Regions from separate parts of the Callithrix jacchus genome. Here region 2 is linked to region 1. The links are chromatin contacts, called in public Hi-C maps. All regions are on one chromosome and are shown on one strand. Each heading gives the region's core, a stretch centred on a gene start, on an enhancer-like site or on the middle of the called end of the contact. The rest is flanking DNA. Distances are from core to core; before and after follow the strand shown.

The links. Hi-C and Micro-C count contacts between places; a contact is called where the count stands out from the background.
Region 2: a Hi-C map of skeletal muscle shows a contact between it and region 1, with 7 times the contacts expected there. The contact joins two enhancer-like sites. A contact is called at or near these places in 2 of 3 Hi-C or Micro-C datasets (both in skeletal muscle).

What each region holds. Positions count from the first base shown.
Region 1 is chr15:76,815,159-76,817,948 of calJac240_pri, forward strand. UROC1 (urocanate hydratase 1) reads left to right here. Exons shown (of 22, transcript XM_078351876.1): 4 at 1,595-1,725; 5 at 2,726-2,790. The coding sequence starts at 1,694. Among named protein-coding and RNA genes, the nearest start is that of CHST13, 13 kb to the left of the region's middle. Within about 2 kb of position 1,388, at least 1 of the 16 cell types and tissues checked has an H3K27ac peak or open chromatin away from gene starts, as enhancers often do. A contact at or near this core is called in skeletal muscle, where this site is marked.
Region 2 is chr15:77,065,769-77,068,558 of calJac240_pri, forward strand. No RefSeq gene overlaps it. Among named protein-coding and RNA genes, the nearest start is that of ALDH1L1, 51 kb to the right of the region's middle. Within about 2 kb of position 1,428, at least 3 of the 16 cell types and tissues checked have an H3K27ac peak or open chromatin away from gene starts, as enhancers often do. A contact at or near this core is called in skeletal muscle, where this site is marked.

The sequences.
Region 1 (2,790 bases), core at 138-2,637:
AAATTCTGGCAGGGCCGTGCTGTTTCTGGAGGGAGCGGCATGCAGTCAGTGCAGCATTGCCCACTGTTCCATGGTCATCGGGAAGCAGTGGGCTTCATCACACCATGCAGCCCTTCCTAGGAACAGTGGGCCCTGCTTAGCCTGACACTCCTCCTCTGCTGAAGTTGCCAGGGTAGGTGGAGGCACTGGGCCACCCTCCAGGCCATCCACAGGCCTGTTGCAGGGCCTTGGGCAGGTCATGGGTGAGCCCCATCGTCTTGTTTTAGTGCTGACAGCTGCCCCTAGTCAGGTGTGGAGGATTAAATCCAGGCCAGAGACAGTGAGCCTTCCTTCCCCACCTAAAGAATATGTATTGCAGGACTGTTAGGTGACTTTAGACACAGAGGATGAAGTATTAAGCCAAAATACGTGACAACTGTCATGAACTAAGTAAAACCACAAAATTGCAGATAAAAAGATATAGTTTATCCTGGAAAGAAAAAAAACCCTTGATGTAACATAATCGACATTAAGACATATCTAGGCTAAATTACTGAATTTCAGCAATAAAGAAAAATTCAATCTTCAGCAAATGGAAATTTTATACAAGAGGAAAATGTGGCAGACAGAGCTTTGGGGCTGTATTTAGGCTTTGAGAAAATTGCCAGAATGTTCTTTGTTGACGGCACAAGTTTGTGCTTCATTTCAGAACAGATCGAGCTTCTTACACATTTCACTTTTAAGAATGGCTGAGTTACTTCCGTGAACTGACACCATTTTAAATGCACTCATTTTCACAGAACCTGTGTTGTACTTTTTGAGCTGTGTAATTACCTGAACAATATTTCTAATGCAGTTGACACAACTGATTATGAGAGGTCCTCCTTGTGTAGCACATTAGTAAAACGTCCCATCAAGTCCCAGGGCTGTGGCTGGTACTGCCTTTACAACAGTGAGGACAGTGCTCTCAGACGGCAGCTACCGCCTACCAGCAGGCTGTGAAATCAGTTTAGGGGATGCAAGCAGTATAGATTTGAAAGTGAAATGAAAGGAGCTAGACAGGATGGATATATTAGAACCCACATAGGAGAGTCTTGTTCCATGGAATAGGGATGCGTATATCTGGGCAGCCATAGCAATTGCTTCCTGTGTCTCATGATCAAGAGTTCATGTGTGTGTAAATACATGTTGTTTTTGACAGCTTTTTCTTGTATGTACCTGCACAGGGTACTTAAGGCTTTGTTGGGTCTACTCTCCCCGTTGGAGCCTCTGCATCCTGCACCATAGCCACAAGCCTCAGGCAGGCCCCTCTCTGGTCCCTCCCTGGGGGGAAGCAGTGCCATCCCCAGAACAGATCGTTCACCCTAAGCAAGAAGAGAGAGGGATCAGTCTGCCTTCATGAAAGAGGCAGGAGGGGGCAATCAGGGAAGGCTTTCTGCAGGAGGTGACACTGTAGATGGGCCTGGGGTGAGAACCAGGCAGTCTCTGGGTGGGCAACAGGCTTCTGAGTGGAGCAGAGGCAAATCCATGTGGGAGGAGGATGGCCCATTATGGGGCATCAGAACGCCGAGCCTGGAACCCCAGCCGCCATCTTCTCTTCGCTCTCCTCCCACAGCTGGCACTGAGGAACGCCCTGCGCTACTTCCCCCCTGATGTCCAGAATGTGCTGGCCCCAGAGTTTGCCCAGGAGCTGCAACAGTATGGGCACATCTACATGTACCGGTTTTGCCCTGACATTGAAATGAGGTCAGCCTTGTGGGCACAGCTTCAAAGGGACCCAGAGGGGCAGGCAGCTCCTGCCAGGGACATGGGGGAGTCAGTAGTGAGGGGGAAACCCAATCTGTCCAGACTAGGAGGCAGGGGAGAGAAGATTCTGTGCCATCACCTTGGGAGCTGGAGCCAAGCGTTTGCTGCAGCCCCTGAGCCTGGCCAGAAGACAGGGGCAGCTTCTCAGGTCTCTCAGACCCGGCCCATGGGTCCTGTGCAGCCAGTCCTGTGCAATTCTGGAGCCAAATTGTATACAAAACCCCTTTCAAAAGCCAGGGCTTGTCGTTCTGCCAGAGGGCAGGGAGAGCTTTAGGGAGCTCTGGCAGTGACTTCACATACCCCACGATCTCGATGAGGCTCTCAAGCTACAGTGTGCACAGCAGCCCTGGAGGCCTTGTGGGAACATGGGCTGCCAGGCCTCACCCCAGTTTCAGACCCAGCAGTTCTGGAGTGGGGCTTTGAGCCTGCATTTCTGCACTTGATTGTTCCCGAAGGTGCCAGCAGCCCAGGCTTGCCTTGAGTCATCCCAGGGAATGCTGTTCCCTTTAAAGTAGGAGCCAAGTTCCTCACTCCAGCCAGTACCTCTGGTCCTGGCACCTGCTGGAGAATTGGTACCCAAAAGTGCTTGTTGAATGAATGAAGAAACAAGTGAATAAACTCAGCTTACCCAGAGAAAGAGGCTTCTGGAGAGCAGCTGTCAGTTCTTCTTTGCCAGCAGCTGTCTCCTGGGTAGACCATGTGAAGTCGGGAGGGAGGGCAGCTGGGGTGGGGCCGGAATGCCCCCTCCCTGGAAGTGTAAGAACTCCAGCTAACTGAGCACCACAGGGTTGGCCTTAGTGGCGCTGGAGCCCCCACTGTATGCTCCTGCAGACCCTGGGTCTGGCTGTCCCGGCCTGTTCGGCCAGGGGCTGGGTGGGGCGGGGCTGGACACTGCACTTTGGCAGGAAGGGCAGCCTGGCAGTTGGGCTTTGCCTTGCAGGGCCTACCCAGTTGAGCAGTACCCCTGCCGGACAAAAGCGGCTGCCGCCATCATGCACATGATCA
Region 2 (2,790 bases), core at 178-2,677, 250 kb after region 1:
CTGTAAAATATACATTTAGGCTTACGTCATTTCTAGATGCTTTGTTCCACTCGGTTATTCAGTGCAGTGGGTGGGGGAGATCTGAAACGGGTGCTGCTCTTTCCATTTTGATTGGGCTGCGGTTAAACCTTGAGCTGCAGACCATTAGCCCTCTGGATGGTGGGCAGGTGAGGCTAAATGCCAGGTTCATTGTGGGCAGCTGACCTGAACACTGCTTGCTTCCCTGGCCACACCCTGAAGGAAACTCTGTCATCCATCTGCTCTGTGACTTTGGATAACTTCCCTGCCCGCTCTGAATCGTAGTCTAGTCATCTGTAAAACAGGGAGTGTATTAGTTTACTGTTGCTGCAATAACAAACAGCCACAAACGTAGCAACTCCAAACAACACACATCCACTGTCTAACGGTTCTGGAGGTCGGACAGCTGCAGTGGGTCTCACAGGGCTGAAAGCAAGCTGTTGGCAGGGCTGCATTACCTCCTGGAGGCTCCATTTCCTTCCCTTTTCCACTTTGACAGGCTGCCGATACTCCTTGGCTCCTGGTCCCTTCCTTTTTCTTCAAAGCCAGTGGTTGCTGCAAGTTTCTCATATCACCTCATTTCCACTGGATTGCCTGGGGACCTTGGGTCCACCCGGGTCATGCAGAATGGTCTGCCTACCTTTAAGTCAGTTGATTGGCAGCCTTAATGCTGCCTGCAACTTTCATCTCCCTTTGCCATGTAAGGTAACATATTCCCAGGTTAGGGAGATCAAGACATGGACATTGCTGGGGAGCTTTATTCTGTCCCCCACAGGGAGGAGAAGTGAATCAACAGCAAAATGCTTCTCATACACAAGAGAGAGAGTGCAGTGTTAGTTCGGAGACGGCCAGACTCACCAGGCAATGCTGTGTGGGAAGGAAAAGCAGATTTCATCCACAATGACACCAAAGGGAATGATGATACTGTCAGCGGATGCAATGGCAAGGACACGCCTTGGCAGTAGATAAGCCAGCTGGGTCACAGGCTCAGGAAAACGGGTGAGGGTCCCTGAACTGACTGTGATTTTGGTTAAATTAAAATAGGAAGTGGAGACAGATTAATTTGAGCAACGAATTGCATTTAAAATGACATGTGCACCTTTATAGCCTAAAAGTCATCCTCACTGCATATAGGTGTTTAGTCTGTGAAAAAAATCTAAGTTTGAAATGTGAACATCTTCTGTCTTACTTTATTTTGTTTATTTTTCCTTATGTTTTACTTCTAAGGTGGTCTGAGGTGACCCTGGAACCCTGAGGAGCCCTGAGGCTGCTCTGAGCACAGGGCCTGGATTTGGGGGCATTCAGCTTGGGGGTCCAGAGGGTTCACCCTACAGGAGCTGTGGAAAGGTGGTCTTCATGGGCCTTTTCTTCCAGGGCCTTGCCTGAGAGCCCTTGGATCTGAAATGGGGTGGCCCAGGTTGGGCCTGGCGGGAGTGAAGCGAGTGCGGAGTGAGGGGAGCACGAGAGGAGGCCACGGTGGCCACATGCCAGGGGCTGAAAAGAAAGCTCTGACAGCTTGGGTCTTGCTTTTGGCAGGAGGTCTCAGACCCTCCAGCCCCACCTTGCCTGCCAGAGAATAGTTACTCAAGAGGCAGCAGAAAGCCCTGGGTATGCTGAGTCGTGTGCTGGCTGGGCCCCTGAGATGATGCAACCCCACTCTCCATTGTGCAATGAGATGAAAGGGCCTCGAGGGAGGGGGCATACACAGGGGCTTTGCATCAGCCACACATAGAACTGGGTCACAATCAGTTATACACACAGAGTCTAAGATTCCGAAGAAAATACAGAAAACTCACACCCTGAGAGCCCAGGAGAGACCAGTGAAAAGGAGGACGAGGGGAAGAAGAGGAAGGATGGAAGGAGAAGGGGAGGAGGGGAAGAAGAAAGAAGAGGAAGGAAGGGGAGAAAGAGGGGGAGTGGGAGGAGAGGAGAAGGAAGATGAAGAGAGGAAAGAAGTGTGGGGGAGAACAGAGAGGGAAGAAGGGTAGGGGAGGTGGGGGAGGAGGGGGAAACAGAGAGGGGAGAAGGAAGGGGAGAAGAACAGGGAAGAAGGGAAGAAGAAGGAAGTGGGGGGAGAGAGAAAGGAAGGAGGGAAGAAGGAGAGGAATGGGGAGGAGGAGGAGTTGTGGAGTGCTAGGAGGAGGGAGAGGGGGAGGAGAAGGGAAAGAAGGGGTGGAGAAGGGGGAAGAATACCGGAAGGAGGCGTTGGGAGGGAGGAGGGAAGGGAGGTGAAAGGGAAAGAGGAAAGAGAGGAGAGGGAAGAGAAGGAAGGGAGGAGGGAGAGGAGGACAAGGAGGGTTTGGGTTAAAGTTAGGCTTGGATTAGGGTTAGGAGGAGGGAAAGGAGGACAGGGAGGAGGGAAGGAGAAGGAAGAGGAGAGAGGGAGGAGGTGAGGAGAAGGAAGCAAGGAGGAACAGGGAGGAGGAAGAGAAAGATGTGGAGAGGGAAGAGACTAGAGAGAGGATGGGGAAGAGGAGGGAGAAGAACAGAGCTGGAGGAGGAAGATGTAGAGAGGGAAGAGGGGAGGAGGAGGAGAAGGGAGGAAGAAGAAGAATGGAGGAGGGAGTAGGGAAGGAGGAGGGGAGGAGGAACAGATGAGAGGAGGAGGAGGGAGGTGTGGAGAGGGAAGAGGTGGAGGGAAAGGAAGACCGGGAGGGAGGGGAAGATGGAGGATGGAGGAAGAGGAGAAAAGGAGGAGGGAAGAGGGAGATGTGGCACTCATGCTAAGTGCTCTGCCACAGCAGATGGAAACCTGGCACCTCCTGCCCCATA